2 separate regions of the Arachis hypogaea genome follow, and region 1 is linked to region 2. A link is a contact called in public Hi-C data. All regions are on one chromosome and are shown on one strand. Each heading gives the region's core, a stretch centred on a gene start, on an enhancer-like site or on the middle of the called end of the contact. The rest is flanking DNA. Distances are from core to core; before and after follow the strand shown.

The links. A called contact is a pair of places that touch in the nucleus more often than the background predicts.
Region 1: a contact with region 2 is called in a Hi-C map of leaf, with 4 times the contacts expected there. The contact joins the promoter of LOC112732834 here to the promoter of LOC112732816 in region 2. A contact is called at or near these places in 2 of 8 Hi-C or Micro-C datasets (both in leaf).

The regions. Positions count from the first base shown.
Region 1 is chr13:115,907,452-115,910,521 of arahy.Tifrunner.gnm2.J5K5, forward strand. It overlaps LOC112732834 (gamma carbonic anhydrase-like 2, mitochondrial), which reads left to right and starts at 1,416. Exons shown (of 2, transcript XM_025781644.3): 1 at 1,416-1,956. The coding sequence starts at 1,566.
Region 2 is chr13:115,465,741-115,468,843 of arahy.Tifrunner.gnm2.J5K5, forward strand. LOC112732816 (bifunctional UDP-glucose 4-epimerase and UDP-xylose 4-epimerase 1) reads left to right here and starts at 1,840. Exons shown (of 9, transcript XM_025781617.2): 1 at 1,840-2,515; 2 at 2,619-2,668; 3 at 2,764-2,899. The coding sequence starts at 2,321.

The DNA of each region.
Region 1 (3,070 bases), core at 166-2,665, 440 kb after region 2:
AGAGGACTGTAAGAGTGATATCTTCTGGGTTTGTCTGAGTTATTGTATTATTTTTTCTTGGTCTCCTTCTCTTTTTCCCAAAGTTGATACTGATTTTTTTAGAGGTAAGTCTTCTTAATTGTGCAGTTTGTTCCATATTGATATATTTTTCAGCTCGCTCCTAAACCTTATACAAAGAGGTCGGATGTCTCTTTGAAATGAATTGTGAGAAGAGACTTTCCTTGAGGCCATTAACGAGCCCCATGATTGCTGCTTCAGTAGGAAAGTTTTAAATTTCTAAACATGCTTTACGGAACAGGGGTATGACAATTGCATGATCGTCATTGTGTTGATCAGGTTCTGATTCTGATACAGTATGTCCATCTTTAGGATGGTTGTCCGCCATGGTTGGGTATAGACTTTCAGGTCCCCGATAATGACGCCAATGTTCCTAGGTTTACCTAGAATCAATGTGATCTGAGTCTGAACGTGAGGTCCAGACTTCTTTTGAAATGAGATACTCCTATGTCTCCTTAGTAAGGGGTTGTTGTCCGAGCTCTTTAGAGAGGATGGTGGGATAACCTGCAAGAAACTCTGATGCTCAAATTAACAAGAATTTTAGGCAGGATTTTAGTAGATTGGAGTTCGAAAAATACCTGAAGGTGTCAAGGTACTTATAATAGTAGGGAAAATAAATTATCTTTATGAATAGGGTTGGGTCTATTGTAGCTTCACTCCTTGGGATAAGTTATCCAAACAAGTGGAATAAGTTGAACGTAGTGAAACGAAAAGCTCTATACGTATAGTCGAGATCTTGAGTCGAGTCCTCTCCTTCAATCCGTTGCTTGTTTGGTAGCTTATCCACTTATCTTAGTAGTTATTTTCTCCCTTTTATCTAGGAGTTGTGTAGATATCCTTTCTAAATCAGTAAGAAAATATATAAGAGTTAGTTATTTATTTAAACAAGTAGGGTTAAACCCATATGCTATGTTCGACCTCTTTCAGGTCGGGTAGACCACGGTATAGATATGAATTCTTGCTCTATAGAGTGTTGATTGAACTTTTAATCATTTTGAGTCTGACTCTTGTAATGGACCATGATATAAACAAAATTTTTTTATTTTATTTTAGAAAAAAAATTCCGTTTAAGGAAGTTGTAGAACATATTAGACATCGAAATATGATTATTTAGTAAATTTTTTTTATTAATAATTTAATATAGATAGATATAGATTAATATTTTAGTTATTTATTATGGAGTTTTATATAGCAAAATATTCCTATAAAACTTAGGATATTAGTATTTATCATTTTTTTTTCAAAATTAATATCACTATACAAATTATTGAAAAAAATAATAAAAAGAATGTAGTGTAAGAGTAAACAAGCAATTGGACCGGGCTAAAATTGTTAGCCCAACTTGTGAAACCAGTAAATCATATATTGGGCTTAAAATACCCGGGTTCTCTTGGATAGTCCAGAGACACATTCCCCCTTCCCTCACTCTCTGTTGTCGTCTCACACCCACCATCTCCGATTCCACACTCACTGTTTCACCATCACAGTTCTCTCTTTCACTGTGTCTCATGGCGAGTCTAGCACGCTTCTCTAGAAGAGCCCTAAGGAGTGCTCACACAATAGCAAACCGCCACGTGGAATCGCCACAGCTGCTGCACACAGCTGAGCGCGCTTTTGCGACGCAAGCTCCCAATTCGATAACTGCATCGCCGGATCGGGTGAATTGGGACTACAGAGGGCAAAGGAAGATAATCCCGCTGGGTCAGTGGCTCCCGAAGGTCGCTGTCGATGCCTACGTGGCACCCAATGTCGTCCTCGCCGGACAAGTCACTGTCTGGGACGCTGCTTCCGTCTGGCCCGGCGCCGTCCTCCGCGGCGATCTCAACAAGATCACTGTTGGATTCTGTTCCAACATTCAGGAGCGCTGCGTCCTTCACGCTGCTTGGTCTTCTCCCACAGGTTAGGTTATTTTCCCCCTTTATATTTTTCTGTTAGGTTATTACCGTTACAATAGCTTGTAATTTTCGTTGAGTTTGTTTGCTTTCTGATGAAATATAACATCAAACAGCGGGAGTTTTGTTTTGGCGTTGCAAATTGTTCATTTATTTGAGCAGGTGGTTTCTTTCTGAGCAGGTAGCCACATGCTAGTTTCTAGGGGTTTAGATTCATAAAATTCATGCTTTGGAAATGTTTTATCCTATTAATTGGATTTTTCGCCTTTTTATTTTATTTTTTTAATGTTATGCCTATGTATATGTATATGAAAATTCTACAACAATCAAGATTGTGTATTTTAGCATGTTCGCCACAGTTTATGCCAAAATTGAAATCATAATTCACCTAATATAATGTCTTGCAGCTGAATTGCGTCCTAAGATTTTTATACATTGTTTTATTCGCATTATATCCTTATCCTTCATACTTGTCTGTGCTTCATATTTTTATATCGGATCTTGCGTGATGTAAGCCTTTAACTTGTAAATATGCTTGATGTTATGTCCTCTGCAACACTTGTAATGCCATATTGCAATGGTGAAAGATAAACTAGCTTAAATGAGTTCATTTGATAATCTGTTTTCAAATCTCTTAGTGTTGGCACATAATCATCATATATTATTAGCTAGCCTTTGATTTATTCTTTTTGTTTCACGATTTAATGGATTCTTAACTTCTAATAGTAAATTGATGAATGGTTCAGTTTTCTGGTCATTTTCAACCGTTTCCAATTGCTTTCTTCCCTTTCTCAACTATTGTGTCACTGTGTCATTTAACTCGAGAAGCTGGAGTACAATTGGATGGTTACCTGTGCCTCGATAGATATGAGCTTCTAGTATAAAGCCATTAATTTGCTTTTAGCAGGGACGGAAGCATGTAATAATTTTTGGCATCATCGAAATACTTTAATCCCTATATTTATGTTCTTTAATTGTTGAATTCTTTGCTGTTGGTGCTGTTTATGGTGGAAGTACAATTCAGTTTTTCTTAATTGTTTAGAGATTTACAAGTTCATTATGTTAATTCTGTTGCTTATACTTATAACTCTTAATACATCATAGATTTCCAAGCTCCTGCT
Region 2 (3,103 bases), core at 590-3,089:
ACTCCCTCTTGGATGTCCGTTTAGGATTATTGCCTCGTTAAAACCTTACTAAAGAAAAACCAATGGAAAAAAACTCTAGTGAAGGAAAAAGAGTAGAATATCCTTTGGGAACTGACTCATTAAAAACCTTGTCAAAAAGAACCCAATGAGAAAAAACCTAATTGAGGATAACTAATTTTATTGTACTAATTCTAGTATAATACAACTCAGATGAAAGTGAGGGTAACTTTTCTAATATAACATTTTTATTTGAATCATGGGTTGTGATATACAAGTACTCATAATTTTCCTCATTCATTGTCTCAATATGATATCCATTTCTACGAATATCTTTGAAACTCAATAAGTTTCTTAGAGACTTAGTAGACAATAATGCATTATTTATTATGAATTTTGTTCCTCCAGGAAACAAAATTATAGCTCTTCTGGAGCCTTCTATCACATTGCCTGAGCCAATAATAGTATTAACATATTCTTCTTTTAGCACAAGATGGGTAAAATATATATTACTTTTAAGAATCGTGTGCGAACTTGCACTATCCACAAGGCATACATCCTCATTATATATCCTTGCCATTTTTTTCAAAGATAAATAATAATAAAATGAGTAGAAATACACATTCAATAATTTTGAAATTCATAAATATCATATTTGAAATTCAGATGCATAAAAATAAAACTTAACAAAAAGTTTATTATTTATTTACATGAATACTTAACAAATTCACGTATTAAACTATTCCATCATTGATTAAATAGCTAATATTTTCTTCAGGATCCTCAATTGATTTATTTTTGTCCATTGTTTCTTTCTTTATCCCACTTCTGGTGAGATCATTTCTTGTGAATATAATTCTTTTTCCTTCCATAATTTTTTTTGCTACCAAAACCTTGCCACATACCTCTTCGGGGGTAATGATTTGCCGCATTTGCTTCAGGAAATGGGACGGCGCCAACTGGACGCACTTCATGATTCCTTAAAAGTAATTCATCGAGCAACAAAATGTCAAGAAATTAACTCAAAATACTTTTTAAATCCTTTTTATCGATATTGCTGCTGCAGGAGCACATTCGAGGCATAGAAGGTCGAGAAAGTTTTCTCTAACATATCATTATTAGATATCCTTTCCCCATATAATTTCATTCGTGAGGTGATTCGAAACATTGCTGAATTATATTCATTTATCATTTATGGATTTAAAATCCTGTTGACGCAAGTGCGTCCATTCATATCAGGTTTGAGGAAGTATCACCGTCATTTTATGATTATACCTTTCTTCAAGGTCTTCCCATAGATCTGCAGGATCTTTTATTGTAAGATATTCATTTTTCAATGGCCTTGGCTTTATCCTTTTGGAATACATTATTTTCAGCCTTAATAGTATCTTCAAGATCCATTGAATCAAAATGGATTTCAGCATCTAGTATCTATGATAAATAATTGTTTCTAGATATATCAAGAGCATTAAATTCAAGATGAGAGAACTTCGACATAATGAAAATTTATTACCTCGAGTCTTTCTAAAATTTGATCAGAGTCTCGTGCTGATAACGTGTTGTAAAATAAATAAATAAATAAGATATAAAAAAAAGACTCTAATATTAATATTTACCAATATAATTATCTCACTATAATAATAAAAGTAACTTATATATTAACTATTATTATATTAGTAACATATGAAAAAAAAAAAAATTGTGTATAAACAATATAAAAAAAAGGAATTATTATTGATTATTCATGTGTATATAATCTCAAATCATATCCTATTTATAAATATATAAAATATTTATTTTTCAACCCTCATTTAATAAAATTCTCTTAATAACATGATTTTTATCATAAAAAAGATCGAACCGTTTAATAGATATCCACTTTTATTCTTATCACAACACATCTAACGTAATCCTAAGCTTTTGCGTTGTGCAGCTGTAATTGAGCGATCCCAATGGGAATGGGAGTGTGATTGTAGTCCCAGTTCATTAATGAATCGCACTTAATAGTGGGACCTGACGTGTAAACCCAATCCGCAAAGCCTAAACTGAATTGCATTACAAACCAGAAAAGAAAAGAAAAGACGATGAAAAAAGAGGCGCCAAACCAAACTAATCAAACGGATTAATAGGGATACAGGGAACACAATAGAAACTGTTTTTCACACATTAAAGATTCCTGTACCCATTACTTATCCTTTATAAACAACCCGTACTCCTCCTTCTCACACCTCAATCGCATTCTCTCTCTTTTCCATCGCTCTCATTAATCACTCTCTGTTCGCTCAAAACAGTAAAACACTTTCTTCTCTCTTTCCGAGAGACTATGGTGTCGTCCAATCAAACGATACTGGTGACCGGTGGTGCCGGTTTCATCGGCACTCACACTGTGGTTCAACTCCTCAAGGGAGGTTTTAGGGTTTCAATCATTGACAATCTCGACAATTCCGTCATGGAAGCTGTTGACCGGGTCAGAGAGCTCGTCGGTCCTCACCTCTCTCAGAACCTCGAATTCAACCTCGTATGTTCCAATTTCAATCGTTTTCTTCGAGCAACGCTCTTTTTTTTGAATCTGCGTTGCCTTCAATTGAATTTTTATGTTTCCTTTCCTTCCTTTTTCGCAGGGCGATCTCAGGAATAAGGATGACTTGGAGAAACTCTTCTCCAAAACAAAGTTAGTGAAACATTAGAATTCAGACTCTGTTTTTGTGATGTTTTTCTTCGAAAATATATGTGGAAGCGTTGTTTTTCATTTTTCATATGTAACAGGTTTGATGCTGTTATCCACTTTGCTGCTCTTAAAGCTGTTGGAGAAAGCGTTGCCAAGCCTCGTCGCTATTTTGATTTCAATCTGGTTGGAACCATCAATCTATATGAAGTTATGGCCAAGTATAATTGCAAAAAGGTGCGTCTTCTATTTTCTTTGGAACAAATTGGGATAGAAATGAATACAAGCTAAGTGAGGTCAGTCTTTGGATTAAGATGGAGAGGAATCATTAAAGTCGGCATTATTTTTTTTTGAGTGAATACTTAACCCGACTGTGACAATTATCTCGAAAAGACTAAGACAAAAAAGTACCAACCCAGTTCCTAAAATTTACTTTTATGG